Regions from separate parts of the Mus musculus genome. Here all the other regions are linked to region 3. Evidence: chromatin contacts called from public HiChIP or PLAC-seq and promoter capture Hi-C data. All regions are on one chromosome and are shown on one strand. Each heading gives the region's core, a stretch centred on a gene start, on an enhancer-like site or on the middle of the called end of the contact. The rest is flanking DNA. Distances are from core to core; before and after follow the strand shown.

Region 1 (3,256 bases), core at 272-2,771, 310 kb after region 3:
AGCTGAGACGAAAGAAAGGACCATCCAGAGACTGTCCCATCCGGGGATCCATTCCATATACAACCACCAAACCCACACACTAGTGCATATGCCAGAAAGATTTTGCTGACAGGACTCTGATATAGCTATGTCTTGTGAGGCTATGCCAGTGTCTGGCCATTACAGAAGTAGATGCTCACAGTCATCTATTGAATGGAACACAGGGCCCCCAATGGAGAAGCTAGAGGAAGTACCCAAGGAGCTAAAGGGGTCTGCAACCCTATAGGTGGAATAACAATATGAACTAACCAGTACCCTGCCCCACCCCCCCAACTGTGTCTCTAGTAGGCCATCAAGGGGAGGAAAGGCCCTTGGTCTTTCGGAAGATCAGATGCCCCAGTACAGGGGAATGCTAGGGCCAGGAAGCAGGAGTGGGTGGGTTGGGGAGCAGGGCGGGGATGGGGGTGTATAGGGGACATTCTGGATAGCATTTGAAATGCAAATGAAGAAAATATGTAATAAAAATATTTATTTACATCCCAACACTGTCTCCCTCCCAGTGCCCCCTCCCAGATTCCCTTTCCCCTCCTCTTTTCCCCTGAGAGGATGTCACCCCCTTATCCTCCTACTCTGGCACATCAAGTCTCTGCAGGGTTAGACACATCCTCTTTCATTGTGGCCAGACAAGGCAGCCCTATGTGCCCGGGCCTCAGTCCAACCTGTGTATGCTCTTTGGTTGGTAGCTCAGTCTCTGAGAGCTGCCGAGAGACCAAGTTAGTTGACTCTCTGCAGCAGTTGGGATGGAACATAGAGAATCGCCTATACCAGGCTAATCTCTTTGTCACTCAGCTGCATCCTCAGGGCTAATCACTTCTCTAAATCTCAATTCCTCAACCTGTGAAGTGAGTTGTTGAAACTATATCTGTTCCGACAGTTTTGTTCTACTTTTTTTTTTTTTAACAAATTGGGAAATTTATTTATTTATTTATTTAACCCAAATAGACAGTATTCACCAAAACTCTAGAGCAAACTCTCATCCAAGGGGATGCTGGGCATGGTGGTACACACCTTTTCTCCTAATATTTGGGAGGCAGAGGCAGACGGAGGTCTGTGAGTTCAAGGACATCCTGCCATCCCGTTCTATAAAGCAAGTCCCATGACAGTCAGAGCTATGTAAAAGAGAGATTCCCACCTCCCCCCCACCCCCCACAGCCCCAAAACTTCTATCTAATGGAGACAGAGAGATATTTTCTTTCTTTCTCTCTCTCTTTCTTTCTTTCTTTCTTTCTTTCTTTCTTTCTTTCTTTCTTTCTTTCTTTCTTTCTTTCTTTCTTTCTTTCTTTCTTTCTTCCTTTCTTTCTTTCTGCTTTCCCTGTCCCTTGAGACTCTAACTTTCAGCTCTGCTTCCATCCAAGAGGCTGACCTTCAAAACAGGGCTTGTCCCTGGTGAAAGGGCATCTCTGTGTGCTGCAGAGAGTGGTGGAGACCAGGGCCCCTGGGTGATCCTGTTGCTCTGTCGCTGTTGAAAGGGGAAGTAACTAGAAAGGAGACTACATTCTGAGAACTCCATGGAAGCTGGAAAACCCCAGCAGAAAGAAAGAAGGAAGGAACTCCAGAAGTTCACTTCAAGGTCATGATCAGGAAATCAGTGGGGTGTGGGGGTGGCCGGCGGGGGTGGGAGACTTTCGATTCCTCAAACATCTCTTCCTTCTTCTCCTCAATTCCTCTTCTATCCAAAACCTTTCCCTGTCTGGGGAGAGATTTTTCTGCCACATATGAACAAGTGATCGTAAGTGAAGAATGAATATGCAAACTACATCCTTCAGAGGATCTTCCTGAGAAGAAAAATCTAGAGAGCTCTCTCTCTTTTTTTCCTTTTCCTTTTTTCTTTTTTCCTTTTTCTTTTTTGGAGACAGGGTTTTTCTGTGAAGCCTTGCCTGTCCTGGAACTCATTTTGTAGAAGAAGCTGGCCTTGAGCTCATAAAGATCCACCTGCCTCTGCCTCTCAAATTCTGGGATTAAAGGCCACCAAGTCCAGGCTGAGAAGAAAATTCTTAATGATAGTAATCTTGCTAAGTGAGGATCACTACTCCATGGTTCTTCGAATGTTTTGGTTTGTTAAATAAAGCTCCTTGCTAATCCATGTTGCCTTTGTCGTTTGCACCCTCATGGGACAGGTAGGTTGAGATGAGCGAAGGCCAAATGAGGTCCCTTATACTCACAGTACTGGGTTAGTTCAAGTGTTTAACTCAATACCAGGAGAATTCTGTTTGCTCTCTTCTCTCTCTCTGCTGACACCATGATTTCTTTACATTACTCTTTTTACCTTGGATTCAATCAGTTGGAAGCTCTTCCGAGTCTTAACCCTTGAAATGCTTTGTTGGGAGGCAATACACTCTAATGGTCAAAAGCATGAATTCTGAAAGCACACTTCCAGGTTGAAAATCCTGGAAGTGCAATATATTAGCTGCTTATGTTTGGGCGAATTATTTAATCACTTTCTGCTTGAGTTTTCTCATCAGTAAAATGAAATTTAGATCACGCAATCAACTCAAAATTTGATTTGATGCTGACATTAAACCAGACAAAACAGCAAATTCCTAACAGGACCTAGATAGATAATAAGAATTTGTTTCAAAATTAAGTATTATTAGCTTCCGTGCTTATAAGGAACACAGCCACTGTGCTCTGTCAGTAAGACCTGTGGCTGAATGGCAAAGGATGCTGTGTGTTTTTAGTTGTCATGCCAATCACAAAGGTTTACAGATACTGGTGATGCTGCTGCATGATTTTGGACATTTGTGCTTGACTTTATTCCTCTGAAGACACATGCCCCATGCAGTAGCGCAAAGGTTGAAGTTGGTGATATTACTGGACTTGGCGTCACTAGTTTTCCATGATTCACTGAGCCCAAGGAGGGATGCAGAGAGTCCTGAAAGCACAGATTACTATAACCCATTTGCATTTCTGAACAAATGAGCTGTCTGGGTTGCAACAGTTTCCCTTTTGATCCTGGAAACAATTCTCTTACAATCCAATGTACTAGGATCAGCAGCTCCAGTTAGAGATGCTCAGTAGGACTATTTCATGTGGTAAAATTTGTTTCTCTCCTGGGCTTTCATGAAGACAAAAAGAAATCTTTAAATAACCATGTTATTATCACTCTTTTCATTCATGGAAATAACAGGAACACCATGCATCAAACAAACAAGTTTTCACATTCACTTTTGTTGATTCTCATGACAACCCTGTGAAGGAAATAAGACAGATTCATCAG
Region 2 (2,944 bases), core at 410-2,909, 270 kb before region 3:
TTTATGTATGTGTGTGTATACATGTGCATATGTATTTATGTATGTGTGTGTATACATGTACGTATGTATTTATGTATGTGTGTGTATACATGTACGTATGTATTTATGTATGTGTGTGTATCTTGACCATTTGGCACAGAACAACTGATTGTTTTGCTCTTCCATGGGAAAGATCAGCTCTCCAACCCCCAGCTTTCTTTAGTTGTCTGTAGTTCTTTAGGTCACACTTTTCCTTAGCTTGCTTTCTGTCCCTGGCATGTGTGCCGGTACAATTCCTCAGAACCTTTGCCTTTTCTGTGCCTTCTGCATGGAGTGTGCACCTCACATCCCAAGACTGTCTATTTCTTATTGTTTAGGGCTTCTAGCAAAGTCTTTCCTAACTCTCAGTTGTGTGCACCCCAAAGAGATCTTTCCTACTTCCCAGTTATGTGCACCCCAAAGAGATCTTTCCTAACTCCCAGTTGTGTGCATCCAAGAGAAGTCTTTCCTAATCCCTTCTACTTTCTCCCCTTGACTCCTCACATGGATTTTCCAGTTTTTGCAAACCACTTCCTCATCATTTGACAGCCCAGAAACCTGTCCCCTTCTTCAGCAAACATTAAAGTCTCATGCCTATAAAGACATTGTTGTTTTTTTTTTTTTTTTTTTACTCAACACACCCATACCAGCAAGACCCACATTTGTAGACCCAGGGGCTACTTAGGTGCTAGCTGCAAGTACAGATATATGTCTTGAGAGTCAGGTTAATGAGAGAAAAAAACCCTAAACTACAAAATGTTCTGTCAACGTGTCTCCCACAAAGGCATGGGTCTGTGTTACTAGGTTTTCTGAATGTTGAGAAAGAAAAAACGGTTTTATCCCACAAATGTTCTACATCAAGTCTCTGCTCAGTCACTCTACTGGGTCTTTTTGGTTACTACCCTCAGACTTACTTAGATCTCACATGCATCAGGAAAACCCCCACAGCCCCCCCCCCCGCAACCCCTCACCCCTGCCCACCTGCCCTGCTTTCCTGGACGCTTCTGTTAGCTGCCTTCCACACCAATACTCACTCAGACTCATCCCGGTTTATGGACTTGCATCTGCAATACTCTTTCCAAGAAAAGCTATTTCATTTTTCAATGTATTGACAGGGAAGAAGGTGCAGACAGATAGTGGTATTTAAGAATAAAACCTTGTGAGTTCATTTTCCTTTTAAAAATTTTCTTATTTTATTAACTGATATGAGAAGTCACGCAGGTCTTCCATGAAATATGCTTGTGGTCCTGTCTAAAGAGATAATAATTGCTGAGAAAACAATGAAGTCATACTTGTCTATGGCATTAGGTTTAAAATGCCTGATGAATATGTCCGTTCAGAATCTGTTGTTGCTGCAGTAGATGATATTCAGCTCTGTGGCTGTGCATGAAGTCACATACTTCTGTCAACTCCAGGGTTGGGCACACAACCTGGTTTTCTCTGCCAGCCTGCTACCCTAGGAAGAGCCTATGGAGCTTCGCAACACAATAGCCAATGGTCTACAGGAGTTAGCCATCTCATCCTGTCTCCTGTCTCAGCAGGAGCAAAGTTTAACAGCCTCAGGCATACTGAGGGCTTTGACGAGGTGCCTATGGGCTCTCTTTGGCCTTTGCTGTGGTGTTGAGGCATGAACTGACAACACAGGAAGTCAGTGGTTAGGCCAGCTCAGCTAGGATGCTCAACGCCCAAATTCTGGCAGCAAGGCCTGCCTGCATTCCTGCTGTTTCCATGGAAGCCAAACATTCATGTGGGCTCAGTAATTCCCAGCAGAAGCTCACAGTGAGGTGTAGTCTCGCTCAACTTGTGCCAGGAGAATGCACCCTATGAACTCTTAAAGCAGGCTGGTCTCTACCTGCTGGTGCTCTGAATCTGGAGGTCTCACCATCAATGCGACCCCAGTGACCTTTGCTGTTTGATTACATCCATAGTTAGACAGGGATATGTAGCCTGTTGAGTCCATACTTGTGAGATGCTTAGCTCTACAACACAGGAAAGGAGATAGAATAGAGGCCACTGTAACCACCAAGATCAGTTCTCAACCTTCCTAATGCTGGGACCTTTTAATACAGTTCCCCATGTTGTGGTAACCCTCCTCCAAAAATAAAATTATTTTTATTGATATATCATAGCTGTAATGTTTGCTACTCTTATGAATTGTGATGTAAACATCTGTGTTTTCTGATAGTCTCCTGCCCTATGAAATGGTCGTTTGAGCCCCAAAATGGTCACAACCCCGCAGTTTGAGAACTGCTGTTCTAGAGAAGTCATTTCTTCCCCTGGCTCTCATGTCTGTGTCGACATTTCTTTGTGTTTTCCTCACCGAGCTTTCATAATTCAAGGAGAAACATGAAGGCCAAGCTCAGGGGAAAATGCTGTGTGCGGTGGGGGATGCCTTAGATCTCTTAACCTTGCCCCACAGAGCGCTCAGGCCTCACTGCTGCTGCCTTGCCTTGTGGACATGACTTGCCACAGGTCAGTGACTACTCCTGGACTGAGCAAGCCCACACTTGGTTTGGTGTGCATGGGAGTGCCTGTGGGCGTATGCACTAAAACGCGTGAAAAAAAAAAAAAGCTCAATTTCAACCTCTAAAGAGGATGTTTTAATTCAAGAGACTTCCCACTGAAGACTCCCAGCACAAAACTAAAGACAAACACGTCGTTTGTTTTTTTTTTTTTTTTTTGTCAAAAGCTGTTGCCAAGAAACATGTCAAATCTGTGTGCTTTTCATTCAAACTTAGCGTTAAATCACAGCTAATGTGCTCATTAAGACCATTAAATAAGATTCCAGCCAGAACAGAACTATATGGAGCTCTATCAAAAAATAATAAAATAAAATGAGAAACCTGCTGGTGTGGCCTATCCCTGGCCGTGTGATTGATGCCTTGTTCTGAGGACAGCACATGTGCCTGGTGCTGATTTAGCATTC
Region 3 (3,286 bases), core at 606-3,105:
GCTGGGATTAAAGGCGTGTGCCACCACCGCCCAGCTCACATTTTTTTTAATAGTATGTGGGCATCACTAATTTAAGTTCACTCTTAAGAAGATTCCTGGTGACTTGTCAGCATCCTAAATGCTTTCTATGCATAACTATCAGAGCCTTGGGGCTACTGAAGATTGAGTATACTCTGTATATGCGAACATCTGCTTGCTGTACCACACATCTGGCAAAGCCAGTCTCCACTGACTAGCCAATCAGCCCATCCAGGCAGGTACTCCCAGAGTTAGCCATCTATATGAAAGCTACAAGAAGCTGAGAGCAAAGTCCTATCATGTGTTCTTCAGGTGGGCAGACAGTAGGAGGAAAAAGACGCTGGTAGGGAATGCATATATTCAGACGGAAGTTAATTCCAATAAGAAGTTGAAAAGCCCAACTCAGGCAGGCAACACCAGGCAGCCCTTTGCCTAGAGGCAGGTGGGAAAAGTTGCGTATATCTTATATATTGAAAATAGAAGGTTTTTTGAAAACATCTACCTGTATCTCTTTAGGCATCTTACACCGACGGAACGATATTCAAATAGGTTCAAATTTGTCAAAGTGGAGGGTCAAGAAAATTTGTGCCAACCTTGTGATTGCACCAAGCTTATGCATAACCTCAGAGTCTTTGCGTTCCAGGAGTTGATTGTATGTTTTTCTCCGTGATCTTTTAATTGCTTGTGTTTCCATACACGACCCTTGTTTGATAACCTTTGAATGTATTTATGACTTAGTCTTGGTGACTTTTCAAAGCTCTACACCTACCCCAAGTCATTACAAGGCATTGTGCCCTCTGATTATCTACAGGAGTGCTTTCGGTACCCAAGGTATAAAAACTTAAAAATAATTATCGTTGTCTGCTCCTCTTTAAAATTATCACGTGTCAACAGAACAGATGATTACACAAACTGCAGGCTTTCAATGTGAACGACTAGAAGTTCAGTAGTTGCCAGGTGGAGCCTCACCGTGAACTGCTCTCTCAGTGTTTCTAGAAAGAGTTTTAAACAAATTGTTGACAGTGGGCAGAAAAACATGTGCAAGGGTTTTTTCCTATGGGGCGATTTCCCTCCTCCGGAAGGAGGTGTGTTTGTGTGTTTCTAAGCCATGCTCCATGGAACCAGACAATACTCATGTCTCCTTTGGGTGCTGCAAGTTTACCTTTGCATGTGGTTCTGGAAAACACTTCGGTGGAGAATTAATCTGAGGGCACTCATGATCGGGGCCAACAGATGCTTTTGGTGGCACAATCCTATTCCCTGGTCACTTCTTAGAAGCAGGCCTGTGCCCGTTTGGCTGTACTCCCATGTTTTCCTCCTCTACCTACCAGGTAAAGGTGAGAAGGGCATCCAGGCCTTCAGTGGAGCCCAGCGTGGCTGTTGGTGGCCAGCACGCGTTGGTGCTCCCGTGACACACACACAGGCACAAACACGCACACACGCACAAACACGCACAAACACGCACGCACGCACACGGGGGTGCAGCCCACGGCCTTACCAGATCAATGAAGGTCAGGAACTTCCAGCTGCCTCCGTAGGTCTGATGCGAGGGCATTTCGATGGCCTTGTAGTTGCACAGGATGGAGCAATAGGATAGCAGGATTGCTACCCGCAGCACCTGGCAGGGGACAAGCGCCATGTTCGCGCGGCCTGGCCCCGCCGGGCTGCTCGTGGGGAGGGCAGGCGAGCTGCTCCGCGGTGCCGGGCGCCGTGGGAACCGGGGCGCGGCGCGGCGAGGGGCGGAGCGCAGGAGGCGGGGCGCGTCCCCGGGGACAGTGGCGGCGCCGAGCGCACCGGAGACCTGCGCGGGCGGGGCGGCAGTGCAGCCTACGCGAGCTGGCGGCCTGGTGTCATCTCTGGCGTCATCTGCGTCATTCTGCAGCGGCGTTCGTCGTACCGGCCGGGCGCCCCCTAGGCGGTCCGCGAGGTCCACCCCCCCCCCCCCCCCCCGGCCTCCAAGGTGGGAGCGCCTTTCGGGCAACCACGGTTCCAGACGGGAAGGACCTGACCGAACCGGTCCGGACCCGGCATCCCCGGGCAGCTGGTGCTGGCTGCCATGGCACCAGATGGGGTCAGAACGTGTAAAGCCACACACAGTCCCCCTCCAGTGACACCCATTACTTAGGATTCAGTTGAGGGTTTAATGTTAATGAGCATTTATGACTGTGAAGCCCCTTATAAATTTCACAAGGCTTTAATAATTTATCAGTATGCACGAGCTTTGAACAAATTCTTTTTTAAACTTTTTATTACGTCTTGTGGGTATATGCATGTACCACAGGACAAACGTGGAGGCCAGAGGACAGCTCAGGTGTGAGTCCCCTCCATCGAACTCAGGTCATGAGGCTTGATGGCAAGCTACTTTAGCAATTACTGACCAGGGCAAGTTTTATAAATAGAAATCTGTGCTGATTGCCATGACTGCTACGAGACAGCATTCCATTTGAAAGTCAAACCACCCGGAGGATGTAAACCTCACCCACGCATGTGTGATTTAATACAAATCTTTCGGAGTTAAAATTCCTTTTGCACTTCGACATTTCCCAACCCACCTCCCTTATACTACCGCACCAGAGCTGAATGGGAGGAAAGTAAATATAAACTGGATTCCCTCAGCCTTCCAGTAAATGTTGTCACAGGGAAGTTGCAACAGTCTGTGGGCAGAGTAGGGTTTTTGTTTTCTTTTAAATCATGATCATGTTTCAACCAACCAGATAAAGGGTCCGGTTATGAGAAGACCACATGAGTATTTCCTGTGGATCCATTCAAAACAGGTGTCCCATTCAAATAGTCTCTGAGTCAGAGGGTGTGGTGGGAAGGTCTAGGGGAAAGCATAGTCTCAGAGGTAAAGAGAAGCAAACAAATCCGACTCGTAGTTTTTTCCACTCCACTAGGGAAGAGAGCCACTAGGTCTTTTTAATTGACATAATTATGCTGAAAGAAACTGAAATCACAAGATGATATTACTAGCATAAAGCATTCTTCACTCAGAATTTATGAGTTCATACTCATGTTTAAACAGGATCTATTTGCGTGTGTGTGTGTGTGTGTGTGTGTGTGTGTGTGTGTGTGTGTGTCCTTAATGAATGTTCATATAATTACAAGAAAAAATGAATTTACTGAAGCCCTCTCACTTGGGCCTAATGAAGTTTTATAAAGTGATGTGATATTACAAAGTTTGATACAACCCTCCTACTTTACATTTGAGAAAGTAGTTCACAAGATTTCTACCCATTCCCATAATTATAAAGTATTGTTTTATGAAGCT
Region 4 (2,976 bases), core at 18-2,517, 370 kb before region 3:
GGCACTTGGGAGGAAGTGGGATGTTATTGGGGGAGGGGTGGTTATGGCACAGAGCATCCTGGAGGAGGTGGCATTTGAAATGTACCACAAAAGGATAAGGGTTTTGCCAAAGCGGAAGCAGTAGAGATTCCGGCTTTAGGCCAATGGCATTTAAATAACTTTAGGATACAGTTCCTGAAGATGTAACTTTGATGATTATTCTAAGTGACTGGCTCCTTTTCTTTAAGTCTACCTGAAGGTTCCTCTCTCTCTGTCTCTCTGTCTCTCTCTGTCTCTCTGTCTCTCTCTGTCTCTCTGTCTCTGTCTCCGTCTCTCTCTCTCTCTCTCTCTCTCTCTCTCTCTCTCTCTCTCTCACACACACACACACACAGCTCTAGGACATTTATTACTGAACTACGGCTCCCAGATCGTACTTTCATTCCCTCCCTCCTTTCCTCCCTCCAACCCTCCTTCCTCTCCTTTTTTTCCTTCCTGATTTTTGAGACAGCGTCTCATGTAGCTCTCTATGTAGTCGAAGATGACCTTGAACTCTGATTCTCCTGTTTCTGTTTCCACACTGCTGTGTTGACCACTACTCTGGTTTTATTGCATTCTAGGCAAGCACTCAGCCACCCCAGCAGGTTCCCAAACCCTCCTTCTATACAAACTTCTTAAACATTCATTCAACTAAGATTGCCTTATTTCCTAACGCAGTTTCTCAGAAAAGTTTGTTCCACCAACAACCAAAGTCAGAAATAACAAGAGCCTGAGTAGAAATGTAAAATCTTGGACCCGAACCCAGATTGGCTGAACCCAAACTTTGGGATTTCATCGGCTACAAATTCGAGGATGGCAGAGGCAGACCCAAAGGCTGAGAGCCATGGGAGCTTCCTCAAAAGCCCTGAGCAGCCCACGAAGTTCCTGTCTCAGGCTCCAGTCCCACGGTAGGGCAGACAGCTCTGACACATAAAGCCACCAGGGCCTGGTGGTCGAGGTGACCTCTTGAGAGTTTTCTGTTAGGAGTCCTTGGGGAGGGAGGTCGTGGGTCAAAGACCATCCTTTAGGTTTTTGTCTCACAGCAGACAAACCGGGCGTCTTGGCTAAGTAGATCAGATCTGACTGGGAAACAGAGCCAAGGGCTGTTAAAAATGAGGAGGGTGGGCAAAAACTGACTTCCTTGGTTGTGCACCTGAGTAATGCAACCTTCTTGGGGTCCTTAAGTAACCAGAGCTCATTAAAACTCCTGGCCACTCCCTACTCCAGATCACAGTAGTCATCTGACCAAACCGGTCTGGGTCAGGTGACAGGAGCAGGGTACACTTAGCAGAAGCCGGAAGGCCAGCGCTAGGCAGCTTCTGCGGCTGACAGAGAAGGTTCCCGGCTTCCCTGGTGACTGGCGGTTCCCCCGAGGATCCCAGGCTGGCGCGCATGCGCCTGGGGTTCCTGATGCTTCTGCCGCTGCTGCTGCTGCCGCTCCTGAGGCCTTGGGGGGTCACGAGAGCCCTTAGCTATGACCCCACTTGGGAATCTCTGGACAGACGCCCGCTGCCAGCCTGGTTCGACCAGGCCAAGTTCGGCATCTTTATCCACTGGGGAGTGTTCTCCGTGCCCAGCTTTGGTAGTGAATGGTTCTGGTAAGTGCATACCTTTGCCCAAAGGGCTCGGGCACGGACGCGGGCGCGCGCGCGCGCGGGCGCACACACACACACACACACACACACACACACACACTCACACTGGGCTTTATGTCACCCCAGACAGTGGCAGTCTCTGTCTCTCTCTGTCTCTGTCTGTCTCTGTCTCTGTCTGTCTCTGTCTCTGTCTGTCTCTCTCTCTCTGTCTCTCTCTCTCTGTCTCTCTGTCTCTCTCTCTCTCTCTCTCTCTCTCTCTCTCTCTCACACACACACACACACACACACACACACACACACAAACTCACACCGGAGTTCTTAGGCACTCTGCAGGTGGGCCTCCCTATAGCAGTGGCAATGCCTGCGTGATTGAGGGAGTACCAGTCCCAGAATTTGAAGAATTTTCAAAAGGGCTGGTGAAATTTCTCACTGGTTAAGGGCCCATACTGCTTGTGATTTGTATATGCTCGGCCCAGGGAGTGGCACTATTAGAAAGTGTGGCCGTGTTAGAATAGGTGTGTCACTGTGGGTGTGGGATTTAAGACCCTCATCCTAGCTACCTGGAAGCCAGTATTCTGCTAGCAGCCTTCAGATGAAGATGTAGAGCTCTCAGCTCCTCCTGTACCATGCAATGCTTTCTACCTTGATGATAATGAACAGAACCTCTGAACCTGTAAGCCAGCCCCAATTAAATGTTGTCCTTATAAGAGCTGCCCTGGTCATGATGTCTGTTCACAGCAGTAAGACTCTTAACTAAGACACTGCTCTTGTAGAGGACCTTAGTCTGACTCCTCACACCCGCCCTGGGAGGCTCACAACCATCTGGTCATTCTGGTTCCGGGGGGGGGGGTTCGTGCTCCCAAAGCCCCCCCCTCACATGCACACGCCTACACACACGCACACATGTAATTAAAAAGAAAATCAGAAAATTTACAATAAATGCTTCCTGGTTCAGCTATGACGTGAAGATCCTTGAATGCTAAAGCATCAAAAACCCAAAGCAGAGCAAAGGGGCAATAATAGAGATATATTACCCCACAGTATCTTCATAGTCACATGACGGTAGACAGGCAACACAAACTTGTTCACTCTTTAACTATCGCTAACCTGAAAGCCAGCTTCTCTCTTCACTAGGAGATCCCATTATCTGTCTGATCCACCAGCCAGCATGGGTTGCGGTGAGGGATGTTTCTGAAGTAGGCATGTGACTTTGGGTCTGATAGACGACAAGCTGCTTGCTGCCTGTGAGGGCTTTGAATCTAATCTCAGGCAGGCAAAGGCCGTGCCAACTGTGGGAACTGCCCGGCCCTTGGAAATGTTTCTCCCTATCTACCCAAAATGTTTTCTGTTACTGACTAGGACCGAT

Evidence for each region. HiChIP or PLAC-seq counts read pairs in DNA pulled down with a chosen protein or histone mark. Capture Hi-C pulls out chosen DNA fragments and counts their contacts.
Region 1: an H3K4me3 HiChIP or PLAC-seq map of bone marrow-derived macrophages shows a contact between it and region 3, with 4 times the contacts expected there. The contact joins the enhancer-like site here to the promoter of Aig1 in region 3. A contact is called at or near these places in 4 of 39 promoter capture datasets (the 3T3-L1 cell line, liver, macrophages and 1 more), 2 of 115 datasets of contacts at active chromatin or transcription factors (T-cell acute lymphoblastic leukemia and bone marrow-derived macrophages) and 3 of 9 other capture datasets (adipose tissue, liver and pancreatic islet).
Region 2: a contact with region 3 is called in an H3K27ac HiChIP or PLAC-seq map of embryonic fibroblasts, with 6 times the contacts expected there. The contact joins the enhancer-like site here to the promoter of Aig1 in region 3. A contact is called at or near these places in 7 of 39 promoter capture datasets (the C10 cell line, cranial neural crest, embryonic stem cells and 3 more), 1 of 15 datasets of contacts at CTCF or cohesin (the NIH/3T3 cell line), 1 of 484 Hi-C or Micro-C datasets (bone marrow-derived macrophages), 4 of 115 datasets of contacts at active chromatin or transcription factors (bone marrow-derived macrophages, double positive thymocytes, embryonic fibroblasts and 1 more) and 2 of 9 other capture datasets (adipose tissue and pancreatic islet).
Region 4: a promoter capture Hi-C map of adipose tissue shows a contact between it and region 3. The contact joins the promoter of Fuca2 here to the promoter of Aig1 in region 3. A contact is called at or near these places in 1 of 484 Hi-C or Micro-C datasets (cardiomyocytes), 2 of 115 datasets of contacts at active chromatin or transcription factors (bone marrow-derived macrophages and embryonic stem cells) and 2 of 9 other capture datasets (adipose tissue and liver).

What each region holds. Positions count from the first base shown.
Region 1 is chr10:14,172,795-14,176,050 of GRCm38.p6, forward strand. No RefSeq gene overlaps it. Among named protein-coding and RNA genes, the nearest start is that of Gm51759, 47 kb to the left of the region's middle. Within about 2 kb of position 1,522, at least 21 of the 459 cell types and tissues checked have an H3K27ac peak or open chromatin away from gene starts, as enhancers often do. A contact at or near this core is called in bone marrow-derived macrophages, where this site is marked.
Region 2 is chr10:13,594,567-13,597,510 of GRCm38.p6, forward strand. No RefSeq gene overlaps it. Among named protein-coding and RNA genes, the nearest start is that of Pex3, 43 kb to the left of the region's middle. Within about 2 kb of position 1,660, at least 63 of the 459 cell types and tissues checked have an H3K27ac peak or open chromatin away from gene starts, as enhancers often do. A contact at or near this core is called in the NIH/3T3 cell line, double positive thymocytes and embryonic fibroblasts, where this site is marked.
Region 3 is chr10:13,867,102-13,870,387 of GRCm38.p6, forward strand. Aig1 (androgen-induced 1) reads right to left here and starts at 1,856. Exons shown (of 6, transcript NM_001347362.1): 1 at 1,517-1,856. The coding sequence starts at 1,657.
Region 4 is chr10:13,499,761-13,502,736 of GRCm38.p6, forward strand. It overlaps Fuca2 (fucosidase, alpha-L- 2, plasma), which reads left to right and starts at 1,268. Exons shown (of 7, transcript NM_025799.5): 1 at 1,268-1,613. The coding sequence starts at 1,408.